Regions from separate parts of the Mus musculus genome. Here region 1 is linked to region 2. A link is a contact called in public Hi-C data. All regions are on one chromosome and are shown on one strand. Each heading gives the region's core, a stretch centred on a gene start, on an enhancer-like site or on the middle of the called end of the contact. The rest is flanking DNA. Distances are from core to core; before and after follow the strand shown.

The links. Hi-C and Micro-C count contacts between places; a contact is called where the count stands out from the background.
Region 1: a contact with region 2 is called in a Hi-C map of cerebellum, with 10 times the contacts expected there. The contact joins the promoter of Bsx here to the promoter of Tbx20 in region 2. A contact is called at or near these places in 1 of 39 promoter capture datasets (maxillary cranial neural crest) and 1 of 484 Hi-C or Micro-C datasets (cerebellum).

Annotation. Positions count from the first base shown.
Region 1 is chr9:40,871,453-40,878,319 of GRCm38.p6, forward strand. It overlaps Bsx (brain specific homeobox), which reads left to right and starts at 2,675. Exons shown (of 3, transcript NM_178245.3): 1 at 2,675-2,987; 2 at 4,842-5,038; 3 at 6,156-6,520. The coding sequence starts at 2,726. The coding sequence ends at 6,395.
Region 2 is chr9:24,771,946-24,778,856 of GRCm38.p6, forward strand. Tbx20 (T-box 20) reads right to left here and starts at 2,358. Exons shown (of 8, transcript NM_194263.2): 1 at 1,774-2,358. The coding sequence starts at 1,900. Gm29824 (a long non-coding RNA gene) reads left to right here and starts at 3,779. Exons shown (of 3, transcript XR_870586.1): 1 at 3,779-4,006; 2 at 4,410-4,525.

The DNA.
Region 1 (6,867 bases), core at 1,425-3,924, about 16 Mb after region 2:
TTTCCCAGCATCCTGTGCCTCAGGATTTCCTCAGGGGTCTGGGACATAGTAGGGCCTGGAACCAGAGGCCAGAACAGGGCTAAAAAACCTTTTGAGAACTAACCTTATGCACACCGCCCGCTCGCATCCGGGCTTCTTTGGCGCATTGGGCTCAGGGCCCCACAGGTTCTCCTATTAGGATGTGTCTGGGACTGGAGGAGAAAGGGTCTCTCTTCTGTTATGGGTAAGGGTGGCGGCGGCACCGAGAATGCCTAAGAGTCCCCAGGGGTCTGCTTTGGACCTGGCAGGGGTATTCATCCAGCCTTTTAGCATTGCTCGCTGGCGGCGCTAATAGGCAAGGGAAAGACGCCAGCGCCCCACGTCCTGCTCCTTTCCCGGAGACCCGGTTTCCTTGTCTCTTTACTTCTTAGGTTCCTATAGCGACCTAAAGAGGCAAATGCAGGATGGCCGGATTTCTGAGAAAAACGCCTTCCAGTTTCTGTCCTTGGGCAGCTTTGCTCGAGGTTAGCCTGGGCGTGATCCTCCGCCGCTTCTGTCCTGGGGAGAGCCATAGGCGGAGCGGAGAATTCGGCGTCTATTTCCGGGTCTACAGACTGTCAGAGACCGAAGGACCAAGAAGGGAGTCTGACACTCTTCTTCCCCTTGCGATTCCTCGAGCAATCTGAGGTGTGTAAAAGAGTTGTCTGTGTCACAGCACAATCACTGGCATTGTTCTACTAACCCCGTTGCCCAAGTGACATTCAGTCTCTTCTGTTTCTAAGGTATAAGTTAGTCCCTGACCCAAGGAAGCTGAAAGCCTGCCCCCCGGAGGCCGGGTGAGGATCTACACAGTGGCTGGGAACCTAGACATGGGCTGAAGCTGACACCCACTAAAGTCTCGCTGTAAGAGGCCCGCCCCACTATAGCTTGCCAGCCTGTGTTTGGAGATAGAGAGTAGATTGATATTCTTTTGCTGCGTAGGGATGATTGATATCCATTTGCTACATTCACGCTTCGAGTGGAGGTGGGTGGACTTCCTTTATGTGTGGACCATCACCCCAGTTCCTCTTCAACATTTTCTTCTATCTCCCTCAGTCCCAAAATCGATGACTTGACCAGGAAGCTGGTTAGGGAACTTCTGTAGAGTCTACTGTCTTTCCTTTCGGAGGTCATCTCCCCTCTGCCTTCACTTCCTACAATTACAAACTTTAAGACACAAGTCCCCTTCCAGACAAAGAGGAACACTTCTGACTTCATTTAAGTGGTCTCGGTCCCTTACCAAGCTCTCCTTTCACTGGCTGCTGCCAGGCTTCCTTCCTCTGTTTCCTCCCCCTATCTGCTTACCAGTGTGTCCGGGTGGTACAGGACACTCCCACTTCCCGGAGCACTGAAGTTTGGGGCCTAATTGATTCTGGTAATTAATTTGTTCTACCTGCTAGATCAGATGGAAATCCTACTGCAGCGCCCGAGGATTAACACTTGACTTCGCAGCACCTCTGCTAATTATCTAATAGCATGGGTTGTGAGGACTCAGTCTCTGTTAAAACACTTTTGCTATTAGCTGTAGTGATTGGAATTGTGATGACGACTAGATATCAACAAATTAGAGCTTAAAAATGAGGAGATGGAAGAGAAGTGGCTTCTTTTAATTTCCCCGAATTTAACATCAATAATTAGAGCAATTTTCAGAGATGCGAGCCCAAATTACTCCTGCTGTGCTGTAGATGATCACCTTAATTTTAGCAAATTGACTCCAGGGAAATAAATGTGACAGATTAGAAAAAGACAAACAGAAAAAAAAAGGAAAAGATTGGAAAGAAGAGTAAGGAAAGAGGCAGAGGAAAAAGAGAGGGAATAAAATCTAACACAGTGATGGGGACCCTGTAGCTGGAACTGGTGATGTGGCAGAAATAGCAAAGAACTGTAAGACTGAAGTGAAGAGCAGCCAGGAGGGCGGCAGGGAAAGGTGACTACGGACAGATTTAAAATGACCAAGTCTGTGATGCACATAGACCCCCTCTGTCCACTCCTTAAATTCCCGATAAAGAATCTTCCACCTGTCATCTTTATTTCCCCCAACAATTCAATCATCCCTGTTGTCAATTTAATCTAACTCTAGCAACTTGGTGTAGCGGACAGAGTGCATCTTCATTTCTTCACTTCTCTTTTCCTTTTGCTTTCGATTACTGAAACTCTTTAAAAGACAACAAACTGGCTCAAATGCTTGAGTTAAGTGCTTTAATCCTAGGCTATTGGGACTCTCTTGGTGTTCTCTCTAAGAGGCAGGTCGTTAAACAACGGTGAAAAAAAATCATTTTCCGTCTTTTAAAAAGACGGAACACAGGAGGCAGCGCTTGCAGGAGAGGGGTAGAAACTGGGGTCTAGAAACCGTATAGGAACCCATTGGGCTCAGCACTCCCTGCTTGGCCAGACGCATTCAGCACCGCGGACAGATCCCCGCCCCGCCCCGAGCCCACCCCACCCTCCCCTCTGCCTCTGCAGCCTCCCTATTGGTTCGCCGGGCTCCCCTCTCCAAGCTGCCAATTCTCCAACACACAGAACCAACCTACCCCGGCGCTGGAGAGGCAAGAAGACAAGCGCCGGGGATAGCCCAGGTCCGTATAGCTGCCGGGATCTGAGCCTGGGCGATCAGGAGCAGCTGCAGGCTCTTGAGTAGGCCTGCCGGGAAGCTGTTTGCTTCCTGCACTTTGTCCGGGCCCTCGCCCTGTGACAGGCGCTCTGCAAGATGAATCTCAACTTCACTTCCCCTCTTCATCCAGCATCTTCTCAGAGGCCCACGTCGTTTTTCATCGAGGACATTCTGCTACACAAGCCCAAGCCGTTGAGGGAAGTGGCCCCTGACCACTTTGCCAGCTCTCTGGCCTCTAGGGTGCCTTTGCTAGACTATGGCTACCCCCTTATGCCCACACCCACCCTCCTCACCCCTCACGCTCATCATCCTCTGCATAAGGGAGATCACCACCATCCTTATTTCCTGACCACCTCAGGTAAGTAACAGAGGCCTCTAGGAGTAGGGAGTGGGCTTTTTTTTTTTTTCATCCCCCAGAGCAGAGACTATATCAGTCCCGGTGGTCTTCTCCTTCGGTAGCAGTGGAAGGTTAGGGACATGGTTGAGAGCTCCCTTGAAGCAGGCCAACGGAAGGGAGCAATTTCTGGTCACTTCACAGTTTGTATAACTAGACAGGGATTGTGTCTGGCCAGAGGAAGCTGGAGTAGATAGATGTGATCATATTCCTGGTGGGCAGTGTTTCTTCCAGGCAACTTTGGCTCATCTCTCAATGCCACTTCTAAACTTCCTCCACGTCAGGAGGGTTCCTCAACCATCTTGACCTAGGGAAATGGCACTGAACTTTCCAGTGTGTGTGTGTGTGTGGGGGGCATGAAAAGGCTTCACCTGGCCCGCTCTCTTCTGCTAGGTTGGGTCAGGAACATTTGCAGATTCTGCAGGAGACATAGAAGTGAGGGAGGGCCGGGGGTAGTCTGCCACTGGCAGGAAGGGGTCGGGGCAGAAGGGAGCTGCAGTTCTCCAATGACCTTCACTTCCCGTGTTCAACATTTAACTCATAAGCAGTCTGCTTGGCTTCCTTGCTCTGGCCCAGTTGCTGGAGTCGCTGAAATATTTCAGATTTACTGTTTGACAATGAGTGGGGATTGGTAAAGTAAGACTGGGCCTGCAAATGCTGGGGGATGTCTGCATTGTGTTCCTTTATTTGTTTCTCTCAGTCTGCACGAACACTTTCTTCCCTAGCATTTCCAGTCCAGCCACACAGAGAAATCTTCTAGTTCAGTTGCTGAGCACAGTAGTAAGCTGGTTCTAGTGGGGGCTGAGGGAAGGGGGCAGACGATGTATGGAATACAGGCACTCAAATCCAGGAAAAAAGTGCTGAAAGTCTAGGACAGTAAAACCCGCTCAAAAGCTCTAGGTTAACGAGGCGCGATCTTAAGGCTCCTGGAGAAATCAGCATTGCTCCCTGGCTTTGACACCTGCCTGAAAATATACTCTTTTCCCAGTACTGGTGTTGGGCAAAATTCATGGTGCTGAAATGCTTGATTGTCGTTTTCCTCTCCTGGGCATTGGCAGATACTGGTGTCTGAGGCCCGGATGCTTGGGGCGCCTAATATACCAGGTAAAGCTGAGAGGGTCGCGAAACGGAAGCATCCAGCGAAAAGTCGCTCAGCTCTCCTGATGCTGGGCTCGGAGTCGGAGAGAAATGGTTTAGGATCAGACTAGGGAGTGGGGTCTCCAGGGCAACCCTGCTACTGACAAGGAAATGTCACGGGCCAGCGCCACAGTTTCTCGGAATATGCGTTTTTTCGCGCTGTATTTGGTTGATGGAAGGATGAGAACGACCAGGAAAAAGGTGCTTTTTAGAGTTGAGTTATTAACCGCATAGCACAGTACTCAGTGTTTGTTGGTAGGGGTCTGGATAGATGCAGGTGGACAATCCTTGTCCAACTTCGGACTTTTGCAAGCAAACTTTGAAGGCCTAACAGATAACTGGAAGTGTGCGCAGGTTCTGAAGAAGTTTCCCCAGAAAGATATATTTTTTCTTTTTTCTTTCTTTTTTTTTAAAGGGCCTCTAGATCTTTTATCTATTTTTCTTTTCTGTTTTCTTTGCTGTTTTTTATTTGAATTTTGGGATGGCCTTCTAGGAAAAGATCCCCAAGCGCTATTTTGTGGCTCCTCTTCCGGCTGTTATTGAGAGATGGGTTCCAGGAGCTTTGGAGCAAGTAGGAGAGAGGGAGGGAACGCTGGGCGCTGGGATGGAGTGGAGCGGGAGGATGGAGGATGCTTCCTCCGAATGCGGGCTCTGTCCGTCAGACTGCTCTTGTCTCTGTAGGGATGCCGGTCCCGGCGCTGTTCCCGCACCCGCAGCACGCGGAGTTGCCCGGGAAGCACTGCCGCCGCCGCAAAGCTCGCACGGTGTTTTCTGACTCGCAGCTCTCCGGCCTGGAGAAAAGGTTCGAAATCCAGCGCTACCTGTCGACGCCAGAGCGTGTGGAGCTGGCCACTGCCCTCAGCCTCTCAGAGACTCAGGTGAGCAGGAGTCGGGAGGATGCCCCGGATTCTGCGTCCTGCTCTTCCCTCCTCAACTCTGAAGTAGTTCCACAAGGATCAAGTACAAATGATCCTCCCTCCTCGCCTTTCAGCATGTTTCCAAGATCCGACAGAATTTATACCCAATTTTTACATTAGGCTTACCTACCCGGCTCTACTGGAGAGGGAAAATCACTTTGATTCGGCTGTCACCTCCAAGTCACACCATGGTTCTTTTTATTTCTCTTCTGCCCTTCATCCTAAGGGTGTGACAAGCTGGGTTAGAGAGGGTCTTGTTTGTGGAGGAACTTGAACAATTTACTCTTTGTTTTGTTTAGGAGAGGGTATCACTATGTAGCCCAGGCTGGCCCAGAACCCAATCTTCCTGCGTCAACCCCTGTGTGTGGGCTGCCAGTTCACACCACCCCTCGGCTTTCCTCTTACCCCTCCTCACTGCACCCCCCTCATGTCTTATTTCAGTCAACCTTACACGCACCTCAGCAAGTCTGCACAGATACCCCAGGGTGCTCTACATAGTTTACCTCTCCTTTTTTCGTTTTTGCTCTCTCTCTCTCTCTCTCTCTCTCTCTCTCTCTCTCTCTCTCTCTCTCTCTCTCTCTCTCTCTCTCTCTCTCTCCCTCCTTTCCTTCCTTCTCTCCTTTCTTTTTTGTCTTTTGTCCAGCCCCCCACCTCTTCCTTCATTTCACCTCATGATCTTGCTGTGAAATCATTAGCCATTCAGACTAAAATCCCCTCCAAAGAAAACCAGTCAGTTCATTCCACTCGCGACTACTAATCCACGAGTCCCGTTGGACCCGGGATTTAGGTGTTTTCATCACAGATCATACATTTAGTGTAAAGGAGACCCCAAGTACACAGCGCTTGCCCCCATTAATTACCATTGACCCTTGCCACTCTTCTGGGGCAATATCTCCTAGAATTTAGCCTAAAAGGATAACGTGTGACTTAATCAAAACGCGAGGCGACCATGGCGGTAGGACCGAATTCAATTCAGTAGACAGCGAGCCCCCCCCCCCAAGCTCCACCGATCACCCAGACCTTTCAGTCACCGTTTGTGTGAGGAATGATATGATCTTGTTTGTCTCCCCGACATCAGGTGAAAACGTGGTTCCAGAACCGGCGGATGAAGCATAAAAAGCAGCTGAGGAAAAGCCAAGACGAACCGAAAGCGGCAGACGGGCCGGAGAGCCCCGAAGGCAGCCCTCGTGCTCCCGAGGGCGCGCCCGCCGACGCTCGGCTGAGCCTGCCCGCCGGTGCCTTCGTGCTTACTGAGCCCGAGGACGAAGTGGACATTGGGGATGAAGGCGAGCTCAGCTCAGGGCCGCATGTGCTCTGAGTGGCCAGGCTGGGAAGGGAGACCCGGGCGAGGAGGCCGCGGGGCCAGACCGGGTTCTTCCCGGGTGGGAAGACTCGCGGAGACTCCAGACTGCTCCTGCGACCTGGGCTGGAAGAAAGAAAGGCAAGCGCAGTCCACTTAGCAACTTGCAGCCGCCAGCGACTCCTTCCCATGCCTCCACCCCGTCCAACGGTTCCCTGTCGGGGATCACTAATGTGATCGCTGGTTCCCGCGCCCCGCGTCTCCAGCGCCCCGGGACCTGCCGAGTGTCGCTGCTCAAACTAGCAGCTGGGCTCACGGTGGTACAATTCAACCGAGCGCCTCCAGCTCCGCGCGCCGCCAATGCAGAACCCCTCCATCCTCATGTCTCAGCCACTTGTCATCCAGCTCTGTCACTCTGTCCCCGCGGCCTCCCCACCTAGGCGGTCGCTCTCCCTAAAGCAGTTTAGTTGACCACAGATAAAGGAACCAA
Region 2 (6,911 bases), core at 1,108-3,607:
TTCTCTTATTTTCCAACAACTGACAGGCAAGCCCTGTAAGTGCCACCTGGCCAGAGCACCACAGAAATAGAGAAGGACAACAAGAAAGAACTGCCCAGGAGGTTACTGGAGTAGAGCTAATATACTTGAGTGACACATTGGAAATCCACCATCTGCAGACATCTTTTTCCCCAATGAAACAACCTTCTATCTCCTAAAAGAACCTTTGGGTGTTTCAGTTTCTGAGTCTTGATTTAGACATTAAGTAATTTGTTCTGTTGGGCTGGTGAGTGTAAGGGATAAGAATAAAATGGACAAGAGTTGTTCTCCAAACAGGTGACCAGACTCCTTTCAGAGACTGGAGGGGGTAACCGGGGTGAGAGCTAGGATTGGCTTAGCATTTAAAATTTGTAATTTTGATTGAAGAACATTTTTTGTTGTTGCTTTGTTTTATTCTGTTTTATTTAGAAAACTAGTTAAAGAACTGATACAGAAATGAGAGTAGTGGAGCTGGCAAGCTTCCAGACCACTGCTCACATGTTTGTCAGGAATTTTGACCTGAGATCTTCTTTTCCTACTGGGTACCAAAATGAGATGGGGGTATTAAATTCCCTAAGTACAAGGATAATGATCGGAAGCCTCAGCAGGTCCAACTTGGACAGTAGTAGCCAATGCTCTCTCTAAATAATCAGGATTTGTTGGCTTGCTCACATTGCCTTCGCAGATCTTGACTTAGGTGGAAGTTAGGAGTTCTTATTCACACTCATTTCCCTGTCTTACATCTCCTTGGTACCACTGTTGTTTTGGACTTTAGTAATCTCCTGTCACTGTGTAAACTCCTTAGTTTCCCAAGCCCCTTTCTTCTCTAGTGTTTATCTTGGATGTGAAATGTATTAGAGTTGGGAAGGGATAGCGAAAAAGAAAAAAGTGATGACTTTTTTCAACTGTCTTAACTTAGCTACTTGATTTCTGATAGTCGGCGATTAGGGTGTGCGATAATTATTACCAAGGCCCTTAGAATAGCAACTCATTTTCCCTGGGTTGTAAGGGTTTTCAGAACCCCTATCCTGAGCAGTTGCTTTTATACAACTCTCGTGTGCTCAAGACACCCTCACCGCTCATCTCTCTTTAATCTGTGCCTAGTTTCCTCTGTAAAGAAAACAGTTTTTATAGAGACAGTGTTAAATTTCGAGGAATTTGGGGAGGCCTTGCCAGTCTCAATTGAAAATCGCAAGTATAAAATGGGGGTTCCTGACCAAAAAAAAAAAAAAAAAAAAAAGCCGGCTCTTGCGTGGAAAAACCGGCCTATTTTATAGTCCTTTTCAGACATATTAAGACTGTTAATTGTGATAGAAAAATTAAACTGGCTTCTTGTGAAGTCTCAGAGTCTTTGATTCCAAGCGCAGGCTTGGGTGTTATATACCACCGTGGATCCCGAATCTTAACCCTTACTTGTCCTTGAATTTGTTTTCATTCAAACAAACAAATTTGTACAGCATTCATACTATCTAAGTGATGTCGAGATTCCAAGAAACTGGGGAAAGCGAATACAAACACAAGCCGGTAGTGAGAATTCACTACCTTTAATTGATGGTGAAGCCTCCAAAGAAAACTTGAGAGGAAAAGAAAAAAAAAAAGTCTTTCTCCCAGGACCGAATTCTGGTCCATACTCTGAGACTTAGCAGTAGATCCAGACGGTAGAAAAAGCCACCTTTGCTTCCCGCGGAGCAAACTGCCCGCACCCGGGAAACAGATTAGCAGGGCCCATACTGACTGCCTAGTACCCCGACTTACCCAGGGGTTTGATGGTGTTCTCTGCTGCCTCCTTCTCCTTGGGGCCGCCGCTGGACATAAGCGCGGCGATGGAGAAGGCATTGGCTCGAGAGGAGAGCTGGGGCTTGGGCGACGCCGTGAACTCCATGGTTCCCAGCGTGCGGTCCTGCTCAGGAACCTGGACTGACAAACCACAGTCCAGCTTCCCCAAAGGGAGACAAAGACCCGAAACTGCAGCTCAAAGTTCCAGAGAGCAAGCAAAGCGGAACTGGGGACCCCCCCGAAGCGTCCGTTCCCAGGTTTTGATGGCCTCTCCAGTCCACTAGAGCAAAGCAGGGGAGCCGCAGAGACTTCGAACCAGCAGGAAAGCAGGGTGGGGACCAGCCGGGAACTCAAAACTGTAAGCCCACTGCGCAAAACGCGGGGTCCCCAGCACCCACGCCGAGTTCTCCCTCCCTTCCCTCCTTGGGTCCGCTGAGTGGCCCAAGTCCGAGGAGGTGACGATCGGCGTGGGACTCTAGAGGGTGCGGAAACCAGGGAGTCGGATCTCCTCTCTGCAGAGCGCAGCAAGGCGCGACCTAAACTGTGCCTAGGCGCCTGCTGCCTCGCGCCTTAATTTGCTGGCGGTGGCCATCCCTGCGGGCAGCAGCCAGTCAGCGTGGTCTCACGTCACTGCTTCCAGACTGTGCGGAGTGGGGCGGGGCCGAGCGGCGCAGGGAGAGAGCGCCTAGGGCACTGCGCCCTCCTGCCTCTGCGCTCCCGGTGGAGAGCCGGAGAAGACGCACAGTGAACAGGGTGGCGGAGCTAGCCGGACCGCCTCCGCCCAGAGTCTCAGATCCCGCAGGAGGGAAGCATGCGCTGTCTAGAGAGGCACTTTCACTGCTACCCAGAAACAGGCATTTGCGTTGCTCTGGACTGAATGTCACCAAAGGAAGTCCTACTGAGTTCCGCATTTTCTACCTTTCCTACTGGAGCTCCCAAATAGTTGAGAAGGGCCCAGTAGAGCAAATTCCTCATCGCTGAGCGGCATTAACCTGGTGACGCAGCACAGTGCCTAGTGCTAGGTCCCCTACTTGACAGTCCCCAAGTTATGTCTCTTTTCACAGAGAGCTGGAGAGGCAGGGCTCTGGGAAAGAATGCTGAGCTGCAGGGTGCCTGTAGGAAGGATACTTTGTTTTGATTTTTTGTTTGTTTTTGTTGATTTTGTTTTTGGCGAACCTGGCTTTCTGCTGTGTGGTGGTTTGTTTCCCTTCTAGTCTGGGTTTTCTATTCTGGAGACTCTGAAAGTAGGGAAGTGGCCTGAAGCAAGGAGGGGGGGTCAGGACTTGGAGCTCTAAGGGGACCATGCGATGCATAGTGACTTTCTGGCTCCTCCCCCGCCCCCCCCCCACACGGAACCATCTATCTGCCTTGCAGACGCAGACTGGGCTAAGGACTTCCCACAGCCTTGTGGAGGGAGTCCTGTTGGCCTTGCTCAGTCTAAATAATTCGAATTCTCCAAATTCGCGGGGTAATCCGCTTCACTCTCAACCATGTAAACTCTAGAGGACACACACACTCAAGCTATACTTGTAAATATTTGCTCTCCTTTCCAGCCAGTTGATCTGGCGATTAGGAACCTCTTGGTAGGTCTTAAGGGGGTAGGGGAGGGGTGGGGTGAAGAACATAAAAAGAAAGACATACCCTGTCTCCCATTGCATCCTCTTCACAGCTCCCGAAACATAGTTATGGGCGAAATCGAGAGCCAGAATAACTATGAAGAACATCCCGTGTAAACAGAATGTTGGCATCTGAGGAAGTTCTGATTTAGACTGGCCTGGCCATCCTGTCTATGTTTGCTCGTTTCAGCATTTGGGTTGTAATGTGTCAATGTTGAGGGAAATTAGAAATTAGTAAAACTGCAGACTTTTCATACTAGAAGGTTTTTTTTTTTTTTCCTTGTCTGGACCAACTACTTTGAAAAGATCGAAGGTGACAAGTTGGCAGAGCAGTGTCTCTTTTTTGCAAGTCTCCCCCATCCTCCAACCATGTCCCAGTCATTCCCCTCTCCTCCCCACAGGTCAGGAATCTCTGGACTCATAAGTGTGTGCAAGTCAGTAGAGAGTATCAGATCTCCTGGAGCTGGGATTACAGGCTGTTGTGAGCCCTCTGTGTGGGTGCTAGGGAGTGAAGTCCTCCAGATCTCTAAAGAGGAGCAAATGCTTTTAGCTGCTCATCCATCTCTCCTGGCCTTAGATACAATGTCTCAATCAAGGTAGTGTTTTCTTTTTATTGTAAGGTTCCCATTGGTTTGCTTCTTGTCTGATTTTTTTAGAGTTTGTCAAGGAAGATGGATTTATTTGAAGAAGAGAGTTTTTGTTTTTGTTTTTTTAATTTGGGAGAGAGAGGTTTACTTAGACCTTGATATAATGTTTCAACTAATGTAGATTTTGTTGGTTGGATCTAGTTTTCAATAGCTCACTGTGTTGTTACACCCTAATTAATAAAACTATTATTCCATCTTATAAGGGGAGGTACTGTCTTTACTACCTTAGCAGCTTAGATTGTTGGAATGGCATCCTGAAAGATACATCAGTTTCAGAGAAGCAGACTGAGCACAGGAAAGCAGAATTGCTGAACTTGCTTTCCCTTTTCCTACAAGTGCCACTGTGTCCCAGTTCTAGGATGTTTGTGGGCAGAAAATCACTCAAAAGCAGAAGAGACTGCGCAAGTGGGAGGAGACAGCAAGCTGAAGGAATTGAAATGAACACTTAAACAAAGCCATAGGCCAGAGGTGAGTCACTTGGGTGTCCCTAAGCTATGCATCTTGTTGGCGTTGAAACGATCATCACAGCCAAACATTACTACAGGCTTATTATACTGGTAAGCTGCTCTCCTCTTAGATCCAATGCCTATATGAATCAATGTGTTGCTATAGGACCTGTAGCTAGTGCTGACAGAGAGGAATCGCCTCAGGGTAATCTAAACCTCCTGCCTAGGGAAGCTGAGGGTAACTAGTCCTGAGGTCCTTTCAAAACCGTCCGGGAGCAAGGGTTAATGCATAAAACCCCCGTGGAGCTAGAACAAAGCAATCACGTTAACACTTCCCTCAACCCCGCCTGGGCTGCTGACAGGCTTGTGTGTTCAGGCTGCTTTCAGACACTGGAAACGGCTTTGGACTTGAGGAAAGCTTTGAGTCTTGACTTTTAACACTTGTTAGCACTGTGGCTATGTGGGCTTCCTAAACCTCTCCAAGCTTTGGTCTCATCATCTACTTTTAAAATGGGACTGATACTTTATTGCTATATGATAGATGGCTTTGTGAATTTAAAAATGTGCAGTGTGTGTAAAGCACCCAACCGTAAGTAACGACGATGACTCCACAGGAGCAAAGCGATGCAGCTATTTAATTATTTGAATTTGAGCTGCATATTCTTGACCACAGAGATATCAGATTGTTCTGGACTATACACCGAAGATTGAGACCACGTAGAGGCGCTTGGACTGCCAAAGACAGCTAAACTTCAGAGCTAGCAGAGCCATTTAAGATTTCGATACTGTCTGGAAGGTCTGGGCAATGTCCCCTAATATAAGGCACGCGCATTAGAAAATTCTCTTTTGCAGTCCCCCTGAGCTCAGGAACTTAAGACAACTCCCTCAAACTGTCTAGGAAGTAATCAGCGAGCCGCTTTCAGCCTAGGTTCCAGAGTTAACGAATGCTCTCTGGACGCTTTGCCGGGAGCTATAGGGACAGATCCCGTAAAAATCTAGCTGGCCGTCCGCAGGCGCGGAGGGTGAGAGCTGCGCCTGGGCGCTGGGCCAGGTACCAAGCAGAGGGCACCATCGCGCAGCTGAGCTTGGGAGACAGAAGTCAAGGGCAACAGGGACATCAGCTTCACAGTAATCAGGCAACTACTTCCTATAATGGCCCTAAGTCCTATCCCGATCTTCCCGTTCTTCCGGGTAGACACTTTAAAAGTAAAGGCCACCAAGCCTTTAGATCAGTAAATTTGGTTTGCAAAGGAGGAGAGACGCCCCAAACAGTGCGGGGAGCAAGGCGGCCACATCCCTAAAAGACCCCCCGAGGAGCGTTCCTTGGAACGCGGGAGCATTGCGCTGCCTGGTGCTGGATAAGGAAGGTTCCGCGCGAAATCAGACTGAGAATTGCGAGAAGTTCCACGGAAACGTTAGGTATTTTCGAACACACGCGGTTTGTGGGAAGCAAGGATGTGGGTCCCAGCAAACGCAGCAGGCTGTGGTCCTAAACATCCAGATCTGCAGGGGACCTTGGTAGCTCTAAGGCGCTGGGCTTCTTTACCCAGCTCCCTTTCTAAGGCCAAAGCAAAGACAGCTTCCTACGTGTCACCATCCGGAAGCTGAGAGAACGCGCACCTGGGGTCTCACATTCCAGCCCAGTCAAGGCTGGGAGGAGAGGGGCGTAGCGCGGACATTAGGCAGTTGCTGTCCATCTTCAGTGCCCACGTGATCTGGAGAGCAGGCACTAAAGGCTGCGGAATATTTCCTAAGCTGCAGGCTCTAGAGGCAGCAGCTGAGGAGACTGTAGCTTCCATGTCCTCTTGGGACCAGTCCTCCGCTTGCCAGAGTGTTGGCCTGGCCCCATTCCACAGCGTCTTTGGACCTGTGGCCTTGACGTCTCATGTTCACTCCACCCCTGCATCTTCGTTTCCTACTCTCTGTTTTCTTTGAAGTGTATCACTTCCCCGCACCAAACCAAACCACCGGCTATGAAAGCAGACTACTCTTTAAAAGTCAAGAATTTCAAACATTTCGATTTTTAAAATCACATTAAAATATTTGCTTGATTGCTGAGGTTGGGTCACTTCTAAATTTGGGAGTCTCACTCAGCCCAAAGCTTATCAGGAAGGTTAAGAATTTGATCGAAATTATGTTGACAATAAGCGGTAGTCAGGACTGAACGCAAATGTGCAGCGTTTGGAAGAGTCGCGCCTGCATCCACAGTGTCCACTCTTAGAGCAGCCCCTCAGCAGGTAGTGGGGAACAGACACAGGCTCAGTCCACTTGGGCCTTTGGTGAAAATCCAGCTGGACAAATTCTCTCGCGGTGCGGGAGGATGTGCATAGGGCCTGTGTGGATAGCTGTCTCCATAATCAGCCAAAGGGTCCTTCCAGAAGTGCGGTTTCTTGGGCGTTTAAAATGAA